2 separate regions of the Rattus norvegicus genome follow, and region 2 is linked to region 1. Evidence: chromatin contacts called from public Hi-C data. All regions are on one chromosome and are shown on one strand. The core of a region is the stretch at or near the end of the contact, and the rest is flanking DNA. Distances in the headings are between cores, read along the strand shown. Region 1 overlaps Ttll5 (tubulin tyrosine ligase like 5). Region 2 holds the start of Tgfb3 (transforming growth factor, beta 3).

Region 1 (6,391 bases), core at 1,795-4,294:
ACGAGTACTGCATTGTGCTTTGGGTACTTTGGACTCTGCTTTGGAAGGGCATTTGTTTCTTACATTTTCAAAACCAGTTTACATAATTAAGTGCCTACAGCTTCCTCTAATAGCATTGATTTGAGGAGTAGGAAGGTATTTCCTTTATGTACTTGAAAAAAATGGTAGAGGTTAAGATCCAAATGATTCTGTATATAAAGCAAGGTCTGAATTGAGAAAGAAAGCACTATGTTGAATAATGTTCTCTTTCTATATTTTTTAACAATCCCTGTGTGGGGGAAAATTTAAAAAACAACAACAAAATAAAGGACATGTTCTTTTTTTTCGTCTTCTGGAGGCAGTGCTTAGAGAGGCCTGAGAGTGATCGGTCCAGCGTCTGACCTAGGCTTTCCTACAGGACTGCCTCTAACAAATCTAGGCTGTCTCTCTCGAACCCCTGCCAACAGGACTGCTTACCTTTACCAAGAAGGAGGGGAAAGCACCTAAATCTGCATGTGGTGTGTCCAGGCAGACTGCGAGGGGTCCGTGCTGTGAGACCTGAAGTCCTTGTGAGATCGTCTAAGACAAGGAAGCTCATCAGCAGGGCCCATGGTGGCTCCATGTGCGCCCAGTGTGACCGTGACAGGATCAAGGGGGCTTTCCTTACGGAGGAGCAGAAAATCATTGTGAAAGTGTTGAAGGCACAAGCAGAGAGTCAGAAAGGGAAAGAAATGTGCAGCTTTTTTAAGAAATAAAAATCAAATCTTGGTCTATGAAAAAGAAAAGGAAGGAAGGAAGGGTGAAAGAACGAAACAAAGAAAGAGAAAAAATACAAAATAATTTCCCAAATATGAAATTCCTGGTTCTCAGTTTTCAAGTATGGCAGTATCCTCAAAGGCAGTAAAGGGATCTTGGTACTAAAGCCTCAGCCTGGCACAAAATGCTTGGGGACTGTGCTTACTTCGAAAGCCTAACCACCTAGCCTCAAGCCACAGGCCCACTGTGGGAGAGAAGCCATCCCTGAATGCTGTTCCCTGAGCTCAACATGGGTGCCATGGCACGTGCACACACTGACACACAGAATAATAATTGAAATGTTTTGTTACTTTGTTTTGTGTTTTTCCCCATTTTCATTGAATTTTTTCATATTCATCCCCAGCCCTCACCCACTATTCCTCTCCACCTCCCTACCCTACTTCAAGTTGTCTTGCTTTTGACTGGAACTCAGAGAGATCCACCTGCCTCTGCCTCCTGGGTGCTGGGATTGAAGGCATGTACCACCATACCTAGCTAAAAAAAATTTTTAAAGAACAATATTGGGACAATCACAAATTGTAAGAGAACGATACATTTCTTAGCACCGTGTCAAGTACTGTTGTCTGTATGAAATTTCCTGAACCAGTGTAGAGTCAGCAGCGGCGGTCCCTCAGTGGTGAGCAGTGGGAAGGTGTGATTCTTAGAGTGAAGCCTTTGACCACAGGGATCCTGTTCCCTTGAAATGAAGCTGTCCGGTGTCTCAGTGTGTCAGCCCCACTCCCTGCACCCCCACCCCCACCCTGTGCCAGTAATCCCAGCTGTTATCTCTTCTGTGCTACTTGCTGGAAGCTTGAGAAGGAAGATGAAAGACCTGGGGAGGGAGGAATTACCTAACTGTTGAAGTTGCTGTTTGTGTCAGAATTAGTATTTAAGGAGCTAATTTGGGAAACAGAAACCATGTCCCGGAAGTGACATAAGCACATTACATCATGCCCAGGAATGGTGTCTCTTATTCCCATGGTCATTGTGGTTGGGATCAGAAGAACCAACTCAAAAGAGTTGCAGACAAACAAGGCTGCAGCACTTTAAGGCTGGGCGCTCTCCACAAAGTCCTCCCCATAGGAAAAGTCTGTTGTCTGATCTACAATCTACAGAGTAACCACATTCCTGAAATAGAAGTCATAGAAAGGAAGCTGTTTATACGTAACAGCTTTGTTCACCTTGCAAGTGTTTGCAGTATTCTGTTTTCACACCAGGGCAGAGCCAGCAGTCCTGTGGAACACATTTGTGCTGCAGCCTCTGCTAGTCTATGTGAATGACAACAGGCACTCTCTTACTGTAAACAAATGTCGGAGTACACATTTGAGGGGGAGTTTGTAGCACTTCACATATTTGGTGGGGGTGGTTTTAATAAAAGTTCTGGATAGCTGAAGACATTTCTCTTGGTAGCACCTGTTGAAAATAAGAGGAAAAAAATGATAGGATATGTCAAAGTCCGAGCCGAGACCTAATTTCCTTTGACCTTCTCCCAGCCAGACTCAGGCCTGCAGTGACTTGGTGTATTGTGTTTGCCTCAGTGCCTCTGCAGCCAGAGTGCAGCCCTGTGTAGTTCCCTGTGCTTTCCATCTTGGTTTACTGGTCTACAGCTCTATCTGCTTCTATTTAAGCATAAAGCCTGCTGCCAGACTCCAGTGCAGTCTAAGGAGCCTCGGGAAGTCTTCCGTGGCTCCCAAGTAACCTCTGGTTGCTAGGACAGCTAGGGCCTCAACCTGAAGGTTCCAGTTCCTGTGGAGCCCTGGGAGCAGCCACCCAGGAGCAGTGCTGAGTGAATTCTGAGGTCTTAGTTTGGGCTGTGCTGTGGTCCCAGCCAGAGGCATTCTGCTCAGTCCTGAATCCTGATTTTCATTTTCACATGGTAAGTCCCTGTGAAGAGGGTATTTTTGGATATTGACTTAGTCTTTTGTTCCTCCTTTGTAGTGAGAAGGAACTAAGCTTAAGGAAGATGGGAGTCGTAGCTTAAAGATGTGAGTTTTATACTGCTTTTGACACCAAGAGACCCTTAGCTAGTTGCTTCGTCTTTTTATAGGGTAGCATGCTTGCATGTAAGCTGGTCTGTTTTGAGAGCTTTTGTGTTGCCTTTGATCTCCTTGGAAGTGGAGGCTAAGTAAATAGAAGGTACTCTCACTGGTTTCTGTGATGGCAACAACAGATTCCAGGCTGATAGTCTGCTAGTTCAGTGAGCTAGGCTGCCCAGCGAAGCTAAAATGTAGAGACAGACTCCCAGTGCTGGCTGTGCTTTTGTCAGCTTGTCGGAGAACTTGGAGACTTGGTAGCCACAGGAATGAATAACCAGTGACTCACGAGGACTCACAGATAGTGTTACTCCTCATTTCCCCGTTGCTATTGTTCTCCGTTTCATGGATCGCACAAGTTTTCACCAGACAACCTTATTCTTCCCTCGATGTTGGAAACGGCTCCAAGTGTAGCCTCAGGGCTGTCGTCTCCCATTGGGCCAGTGTGAGCTCAGTCCAGCGCCTCAAATCCCCTGGTTCCTTTGGTCTGTCTGGAGTCCCTGCTTAGGCTTTGTTGTGGGAGAGGAAGGCAAAGAGCCACAACTTGCCCAGACAGTCTGAGACCTGGCCATGCAGCTTGCAGTTCCCTAGACACTCTGGAGCTGGACTTGGCCCGCCACTCTTCTGTTGTTACTTTTCAGAGGTAATAAGTGAGATTAATTGCAGGCCATTCTCCAGAAGAGAGACTTGTTAGGGCCAAATGCAGTCACGTGTGTATAAGCCTGAGGCATGCCTCAAGCAAGGCCAGTGTGGGATTACCCAGCAGGACTCCAGGATGCAGGTACCACAAGTTTATGACCTTTTCCTCAGGCCTTATCTCTGCTCTCTAGATGTTAGTACCTGGCTGTTTTGGATTTTCTCCAGCTAGTGAGCTAGGTTGGGTTTCCCATCATCTGTTTTCTGGGCACAGAGGGAATCATTTGAGGCTGTGAGCAGGTGTGCTAGTCTCTTTCCTCTCTACTGCCAACCTTCCATGGCTGGACCACTTGTCATCAGGGAGACGTTCTAGGTGAGGAGCACTCGATGGGCTGAGGGTGCTTTTCTCGTTGAGTCCTTCCGCAAGACCTGAAAGGGTTACTATAAAGTCTTGGCTGCTACTTGGAGTGATTTGGGAAGGACGGGGCCTCAGACAGCTTGGCAGGAACCTGAGGTCCTGTTTTTTCCAGACCAGCCCTTCCTTGTGGGTCGAGCTGTCAGGGAATCCCACGAATGTCTGGCCTCTGCCCCTTTGTGTGTTTTTTCCAGTATTTGTCATTGAATTATTTTTATCCATCTCTGGCTTTTTCATACACACGCACACACGCACATATCCTGGGGATTTGTCTGTTCCTCGATGTTAAAGTTAGGAGAGTTGACAGAATACAAGCTGAGTTTATTCCTCCTTGTGATAGGACAAGCTATTGTGGGCATGGGGTGCCCTAGCTCCCGAGTAAGCGCTTTTATCTCCACACTTGGCTTTCTACCTGAGAATGGGGATCCTGGCAATAACAGTAACAGGCTTTGTTACTCCTCCCCTCTGTCCTCCTCTTCAGCAACCAGTCAAAGAGCCTGGTATCCTGCTGCATGTAACATTTAGAATAAGTTTTTCAAAGATTCTTATTCCAGCTTAGCTAACATTTTTCTCTGTTTGTTTAAATTACTTGTCCTAGGTAATGCTGGGGGTGTCAGGCCTCTGACTTAACATCTTTTTGTTCTCAGTCCCTGGACAGCAGCACTTGGTGTGTTCATCTCTTCATGGTATTTCCTGCCCATTTCCTATGTCAGGCATTGTGCTACATGCCGGGGTGGAGCATCCAGTAACACAGTAGCTGCTGATGTTCAGACTGTGTGGTCCATGTTCTCAGTAGAGGGTTTGCAGGTAGATAGGGAATAAAAGATATGCAATCCTTGGTGTTTGATCACCAAGAAGTTAACATCTGCTATGAGAAGGGGTTGTATACATGGGAAACAGTTAGAGAGCCATGACAGGCAGCACATAGCAGGTAACTGTGTTTCATGGCCCGGGCAATTGGAAAGAGAATGAAGGCTACAGTCCTCTCACACATTATTACTCCAGCATGTCAGAACCTTTAGCTAGTGTACTGAGATGAGCTCGTCACAAAGGGACAAACATATGCACTCTGTACACCATACAGGCCATAGAGATAGACTATAGGTGGTTGCCAAGGGCTGGGCAAGAGCAAAGGAAGTATCAGTCAGTGTTTGGTGGACACAGAGTTTCAGCCTTGCAAAATGAAACTATTCTAGGAACTGTTGTAGAGTAATGTGAATGTACTTAGCATGCCTGACAGAACACATAAGATGGGAAATACAAAACTGTATGCTTTTTAGAACACTTTATAAAACAACAACATGAGAAATCTGTGTAAAGATTCAGAAGAGAGGTCTATGTTCCGCAGAAACTGTTCAGTAACCAAAGCTGCCAGCTTTATAGGAAGTGGGTCCGAATCCCTGCCGGGAAGGAGTACGGCAGCAGAAAGGGAGAGAACCTAAGGGTATGACAAACCTTGGTTTTCTCAAGTGAGCCTGTAGCCTTGGACAAGTTACAGTTAGCCACGCCTTCTACTACCCCCCAACCTGTGTGTGTGTTCATTAACAGAGGTTAAGCCTACAGCCTTGTGCATTGCTAGGCAAGCACTCTCCACTGAGCTATATCCCCAACCCTTCCTATCTTTTTAAAATGTGCATAATAACACCTACCTCGTTAGTTGTTAAAGATTCAGTGGAGTTGTGTGTGGAAGTAGCCAGCATAGCAGAATGCCTGGTTTAGGTATAGGTTCTTGATAACTTGAGTTGGAGGGCTGGGTGGGGGATGATTTGGGCAGACTGACTCCAAGAGATTGACTTTAAATCAGATTGCCCAAGGTGAGACGCTACTGCAGCACTCTGCCCTGTGCTGTCTAGATAGCACAGCCTCCGCCCCGAGGAGCACCTGAGCCGGATTACCCAGAGGCAGTCTTTCAGAGGCCGGGCAGTCTCGGGGATGAGCCAAGGAGAAAGTGCCCTTGCTGAACTCTGTCGAGGGGCAGAGACTGCACAGCGCCTTCCTCTCTGCTATCTTCTGGATGTTGACATTCCCATGGCAGCTCAGTGTCCCAGCCAGGAAACACTCACACTTTCCATCTGTCCTGGGGGTCGAGCTTTGGGACAGCCTTTCTCGGGAGGAGTTTGGAGCTTATAATTTTGTACTTCATCCTGTTATATAAACACCAATCTTCAGCCAAAGAGCACAACACAGAAAGAAACCACTTTGGGGGTGGGGTGGGGGGCAGGCTAACAAAACAGTTCTTTTATGTTGGAGCTCTCCAGAAGTGATTTTTCACCACATATTTCTCTTTTCCTCTTTCTCATAAAACAAACTTTACCTGACCTTCATCCCCCTGAGAACTCCACGCTGACATCCCAGGAGCCTGGGACTTCCCCAGCATAGGACCAGCAAAGTTCTGCATATTTCCCTAAGCGTCCCACTTTCTGTGCCCACTCAGCCACAGTAATATAACCTTCTCGGGGATAGGTGTAGACCCAGGCAGCTCCAATTTGTCACAGGGTCACTTCTTACTGTGAGAGCAGCTGAGGGATGTTGG
Region 2 (6,391 bases), core at 1,346-3,845, 110 kb after region 1:
AACTGTGGTGGGCTGTCCTGGCTTTGTCTGAGGCTACATCTTTTGTAGCCTAGATTTCTGCACAAAATCCACATCCACACCTACCTGTGTAGCCGTGTGTTCACATGGATTGCTCATCATCATCTCAGGGCTCTAGACAGGGTGGGCCCTAGTGACTCAGAATCCCTTCTTCTCAGACTCTCTTCCTGACCCAGACTGTGAGGGTTCCAGGGCCACCCTCTTATCCTCTACTTCCCTCAGACTTGTGACCTTCTCTGATATCTGTGGCTACTATGACTCGCCTTGGTAGGTGACCAAGGAGTCAAGGGTTCATCCCATCTAATCCTGGATGACTCTATAAACTGTGGTCACCAGGCAGTCCCTGAACGGACACCAGTAAGCAGACCCTAGGCAGGGAGCTCCAGGTCTGTCTAGTTTCCAGCCTGGACTCTGCATGGGTAGCCAGATCCTAAGAAAAGGTGATACTCCAGCCAGTCACAGGAAACTGCCCCGAGAACACCTGTATCCCTGCCTCCAGAAACTACACTTTTCTTTCTGCCTGGTGTAGACCAGCTTCCTACTGGCCTTTTGCATCTTCCTTGAGAGCGGCTCCACCCATTGGCGCTCACTCCTGTTCCTTCCCTGCAGCCGGGTTTCTCTAGCCTCCTGCTGTTTGCCCCATGGCCACTCTGACTATGCCAGCCTCCTGGCTCCAGCCAACCCTTCCACCCCAACTTGGGCACTGCCCACCTGGGAGGTGGGCCTGGGCTGAAGTCACCGGGGCACGGAGGACACCTGCTGGCAGGAAAAGCAAACAGAGCAGCTCCCGGACTCAGGCCCAGAGCCGCTTACATTCCTCTTTCCTGGGCTGTCAGTTTCTCAACATCTGCCAAATTTCTCTCTCTTGTATTGAGCTTTTTTAAATCCCCATTCAGTAAACACACATGACTTCCACACGTGTACAAACACACACAGGCGTCTCACCCAGAAGCTTCACAGTTCCTCCGCAGACAGCAGCCTCCTGGGAAGAAACTTCCAGACACACATCCCCATCACCCCCGCAGCCATCCCTTGGGCAGATGCCTTGGGCTATCCAGAACCTCAATCCTGGCCTCCTGTGTCCATTAGCCTGGGAGGCCCTGCTTTATGCATATGAATCTGTCTACTGTGTAATGTAAGAGTCCATATTGCCCAAAAGTCCACGTATGTGGGAATATACATGTGTTACCCTCCCCCTCCCAGCTCACGTGGGTCACGTGTGTGTGTGTGTGTGTGTGTGTGTGTGTGTGTGTGTGTGTGTGTGTGTGTGTGTGTTAGACTGAAAAGCCTCGGTTGGGCTTCCAAAAGCAGCTTAACAAACTCAAATTTGAGGCAGGTACACTGTGTTTCCTGAAAGCCGGGAAGCTGACCCAGAGATGTGGTATAAGGAGCCAGGAAAAGCAGGGAGAATATGGAGATGTCCAGACTCAGATGACCAGGAGGATTTGGGGGCCAGCCAGCCCACCCCTCTACAGAACCCACGTGCTCACAGTGAACCTCTATGTGTTCTCACACACAGATATGTAAGAACATGTTTCCTTAGGTGGCACTATACAGTTCCCAGTTACTACCCACCAAGGGTGTCCTAGGAGTTCCGAACGCCACTTGGCTTCAGGGCTCCTGGCCTCTTGAAGCCCTTGGCTCTTACCAGAATGTCTCTGCGCCTTTCCCACCCACCTACCCAGCTGCAGCTGCAGGGCCTGACCTCTGTATTGAACCCCCGGGGGTGCGCTCTGCTGTATAAGGGCCACCAGGCCCCCCCTCTGTGGAACTCCCTTTTCCAGTTCATCCCCTCCAGAGCAGACACCCAGCAAGCATTGGGACTTACTGTGCTCCGCCAGCCCCTGGATCATGTCGAATTTATGGATCTCTTTGGCATAGTACTCTGACTCCGAGGTTTCCTGAGTGCAGCCTTCTTCCCTCTCCCCGTGCATCTCTTCCAGCAACTCCCGGGTGCTGTTGTAAAGTGCCAGGACCTGATAGGGGACGTGGGTCATCACCGACGGCTCAGGGGGGCTGGTGAGCCTGAGCTTGCTCAAGATCTGTCCCCTAATGGCTTCCACCCTCTTCTTCTTGATGTGGCCGAAGTCCAAGGTGGTGCAAGTGGACAGAGAGAGGCTGACTGTGGCCAAGTTCAGCAGGGCCAGGACCACCAGAGCCCTTTGTAAGTGCATCTTCATGTGTGAACCCAGGAACGAGGCCAGGGGACTGGGGAGGCCTGGCAAGGAGGAGACCCCAGTAGAAAGGGGGAGGAAAACCAGGCGTCCTCCCCAGATCCCAAAGACTGAGGCTTGGCAAGAGGGTGCATGAACTCACTGCGCTGTGTGAGCTTCAGGACTCCCAGGAAGCGCTGGCAACCCCGGGACGAAGTAGCGGACTGTGTGCTGTGTAGCGCTGGGATTCTTGTCCATATATCTAAACAGGTTCTGCCGGGCTCTGACTCCCAGCAGGCCAGGTGGAGGGCAAGCCGAGGGTTGGGAGGGGTGGCAAGGCAGCTGGGAGTGGGAAGAGAGCTGGAGTTTTTCCTTAGGTAAAAATAAATAGAGCGGATATCTGATATTGCCAAACGCCGCTTGGCGATGAGGAGAAAGTGAGTATTTTAAAGAAAGTGCAGAAGAGCCATGGCTGGGTCCCAAAAATCAAGCTCTTTGCCTTGCCCTGAAGGGAGAATTAGAAAAGCGAATGGAAAAGAGAAGGAAAAAAATGTTTAAAAAAAATCACCAGTGGGTATGTGGGGAGAGGCAGCGCTGGGCAACGGCAGGCCCAGCTAAAGGTGGGGGCAGTGCGGGACACACTTGTCTCGGGAGCACTCCATTCATGCTTTCCCTTTTGTTTACACTTCCTCGGGGGCTTTCTAAATGACTCTGTTCGCGCTGCCTCTCCTCTTCATTGGCTGGGATGAGGGATTATATACAACTGGCAAACTGGGAGGGCAGGCCTCTTGGAGACAGCTCCGATAATCCACTTGGACCCAGGGTCACCAGCATCTCAGCTTATCTTCTCTCTCGGCCATGGCTTCTGTCCCTTGCTTCTCTTTAGGAATTAAAAAAAAAATCAAAAGAAAAAGAAAATAGAAGCCGATTCACCGCAGCTGACTCCGGAAAGCGTTATTTCTTCCTCCGCAAGGCCCTTCCCGTGCGCGTCTCGCCTCTCTGTGGCTCAGCCCCCTACACTCGGCCCTCTTCTTCCCTCCCTTTCTCTCTCCCCTTCTCCCTCTCCTCCCTCTCCCTCTCTCTCTCTCACACACACACATGCACACACACTGCTTTCTCTATTTCTCTCTGCTGAAATTTTATACCTCCCTCCCATGACGTATCGGCCTGGGGTGGGGGAGGGAGGGAGGGACCAGCGCACACAGCCTCTCTCGCTGCACGGTTTTAATGTTTTAAACAGGCACAGGAAAAGCCGAGCCCATTTGAAAAATACTTTGTGAGTCCTCTGGTTCGACGTGGTAACTGAACTTTTTTTTCCCCTCCTCTTGGAGTCATTCCTGCTACACGTTGGCTGTTTTTCTGGAAAGTTACTCCCGAGCCCCCTCCCTCCTGCTACCCCGGCCCCTCTGCGCCGGGGCCAGCTGTCAGTCCACGCTCCCCGCCTCGCGCTCTCGCCTCCCCCGCGTCCCGGATCGCCCCCGGTCGGACAGGGGACACAGGCTAGGTTCGCTAGGGGAGAAGGGCCGGGCGGTCCGGCCACTCTCTCCAGGCCCCAGGGTGGAACCGGGCTCGGCCGCGATCCTGGCAGCGGTTCCTCACTGACCATCCCGAGCCCGGCAGCTGCTGCTGGGGTAAATGATGGCACTTTCCGGAAGGCCGAGGGTGCCCTCTGGCGAGGCAGGGCCGCCAGTGACAGAAGCTTGGAGGCAAGCAACACCAGATCCTGCGATCACGTCCCGACCCCACGCGCCAGCCGCTCCCCATCCAGTGCGGCTGAGCACTTGGCCCCAACCCGTTTCCCAGGAGGGTTTTTTAGGTCTTTTTCTCTCTTGAGCAGCATCAGTTAGGCCAGACCCAGGCCGGGCTGCCCACGTTCTTCCAAGTCTCCTGGACCCTTTCTGAGAGGCCTCCTGGCTCCAACGTCCCAAATGGAGAGATGTTAATGTGTTATTTTACAATTGAAGAAACTGAGAATAGTTGTGTTTTCAAGGCCACACTGCATGTGGGTAATGGAGATGTCAACCACAGGCTGTCTAATCTGGAAGGGCATTATTTTAACTTGGGCTACCTTGAGGAAACCTAGGTGTGGAGAAACCTTAAAAGAGATTTCTTGGTCACACAGCTCTGAGCTGTCTGTCTGTCTGTCTGTCTGTCTGTCTGTCTGTCTGTCTGTCTGTCTGTCTGTCTGTCGTGTGTGTGTGTGTGTGTGTGTGTGTGTGTGTGTGTGTGCCCATATGTGGGTATGTGAACTTGTGTGCTGGTAACCTTGGAAATCAGAGAAGGGCAGCAGCCATTCCTCTGGAGCTGGAGTTGCAGAAGATTGTGAGTCACCCAGCATAGGTACCTGAAATCCAGCCCCTGTCTTCTGCAAGAGCCATGTGTGCTCTTAATTGCTGGCCCTGAGGGATAGCCTTGGCATTTGTTACATGCCCTGCACTGTTCTAGGTGCCGAGGATAAGACACTGAACAAACTTTTATGGAATTTGCATTTCAGAATGGGAAGAGAGTCAAAAACACTAAGGGCATATGTAAATTCATGGGGCGGGATGAAGCAGGGGAGGGGGAGGAGAGTGGCCCTTGGGGGGGTAGGGGGCAGGAGGTTGTGTTGAAATTTAAAATGGGTGAGCCTAGAGACTGGGTCTCTTGGGCTAACTCTTTACAACATGGGAGGGAGAGCTATTGAAGGAATTCTCTATACACCATTTCTCCCACTCCAGTGTCTTGACAGCAGCTATGTTTTTAAACTCACTTCTCAAGCAATTCAAGTAAGATTTGCCAGCCCCTGCTTGCTGAGGTTTCTCCATGCCCAGGGTGGTACCATTCACCCTTTGTTTTCTCAGAGTCCGGGTAGAAGTGGGCGGGAGTTTACAAGAAGTTGAAAAATTCAAACATTAATCCCTTCTTGCACAGTTGGTGCCAAGGAAGAAGGAACAAGGGAATAGTTGGTGCCTATATTGAAGCTGGCTTAGATTTTTGGCACTGATTGTTCTGTCTGATTAAAATCTAACAAAATATTCTCACCGAGAAGCCAGTAAGGATCTCAGAAGGAAACTGAGGTCAAGCAAGGCTGGGCTGAGAAATCAATTCTTCCAACTCGCAGGCCGGCGTCATTGGGCATGAAAATGCTTGGCCTTGCTCAGTAAAAGGGGCACTGAAACCTTGAGTTGAATGTCACTTGCTGGGTACTTCAGCAATGCTTGTCATTAAGCTTTAGGTGCAGCCCTCCCAGTGCTTCTTGAACTGTGGAGATCCACATTCCATTTTCTGTGAGTCCTAGTGAGCAGTGCCAAGAACTGGCCGGAGATGTTGACTTAGGGATTTTATGTAGAATGAATCAATGAAGACTCAACATGACTACCCCCTAGGCTGTCTGTGGGCTATCTCCTGCAGGCCTAGGAGGATGGCTGGGAACCACTACGTGCTGGAAGTCACTGCAGTAACATGTGGTGTTACAAAGGCTGTCCCGGCACTTGGGACTGGAGTCATTTTCCTCTGTCTGTCTGTCTTGCTGGTAAGATGAGTCATTGCTACCCACTTTGTGGGGTTGTTCAGATTAAGTTAGAACCCCAATATTATACCCTCTTTTCTATTTCTATTGAAATGGAGTCTCACTGTGTTGCCAAGACTGGAGTCCCATTCCTAGTCATAAGTAGTCCATTGGCTTCATCCTCCTAAGTAACAAGCTGGGATTATGGCCCCTGTCACATCGAACTAATTTTTCTTGCCTCTAACACCCAAGTTCTGGAATTACAGGCGTGCATCACCATGTATGACTGCTTTCAATAAACCTCTTGAAGGCAGAAATCACACACACTGATTTTTTGCAAGTCATTGTAAATGTGTAAACTATTTATTACATTGGTGCTCATCCATCAAATGGAAATAACACCGCACGTCTATCCTTGAACAGTAACTCTGAAGGCCTCTGTCAATTGTGAATGTGAGGGCTCAGAATAATCACTGAGAGCAGTGCTTCCACTCACAACCGTGTTTAATCAGAGTTACGAATCTAGGCAGTCCCCAGGGCTAACCTCTCTGCAGCAACCTTAGAGAGGATCTTGCTAGTTGGCGATTTGTTTTGTTTTCTCCGAAGTCCAGCAAAGTTAGTGTAGGAAAGATCTGGTTTCAATTGGAAGGTGACACACAGGACCTAGGAATTGTGAGGCGGACTCTTTAAGGACTGGGATGGAAGGGCGGGGTCGTTGTTAGGGACGCGGCGG

The links. A called contact is a pair of places that touch in the nucleus more often than the background predicts.
Region 2: a contact with region 1 is called in a Hi-C map of the A7r5 cell line, with 3 times the contacts expected there. The contact joins the promoter of Tgfb3 here to the enhancer-like site in region 1. A contact is called at or near these places in 10 of 12 Hi-C or Micro-C datasets (the A7r5 cell line, the Rat2 cell line, Schwann cells and 6 more) and 1 of 1 datasets of contacts at active chromatin or transcription factors (oligodendrocytes).

What each region holds. Positions count from the first base shown.
Region 1 is chr6:111,340,122-111,346,512 of GRCr8, forward strand. The region is part of intron 29 of Ttll5 (tubulin tyrosine ligase like 5); the gene reads left to right. Among named protein-coding and RNA genes, the nearest start is that of Tgfb3, 110 kb to the right of the region's middle. Within about 2 kb of position 3,045, at least 17 of the 93 cell types and tissues checked have an H3K27ac peak or open chromatin away from gene starts, as enhancers often do. A contact at or near this core is called in the A7r5 cell line, where this site is marked.
Region 2 is chr6:111,454,351-111,460,741 of GRCr8, forward strand. Tgfb3 (transforming growth factor, beta 3) reads right to left here and starts at 2,596. Exons shown (of 7, transcript NM_013174.2): 1 at 1,847-2,596. The coding sequence starts at 2,198. It also overlaps a transcript of Ift43 not described here.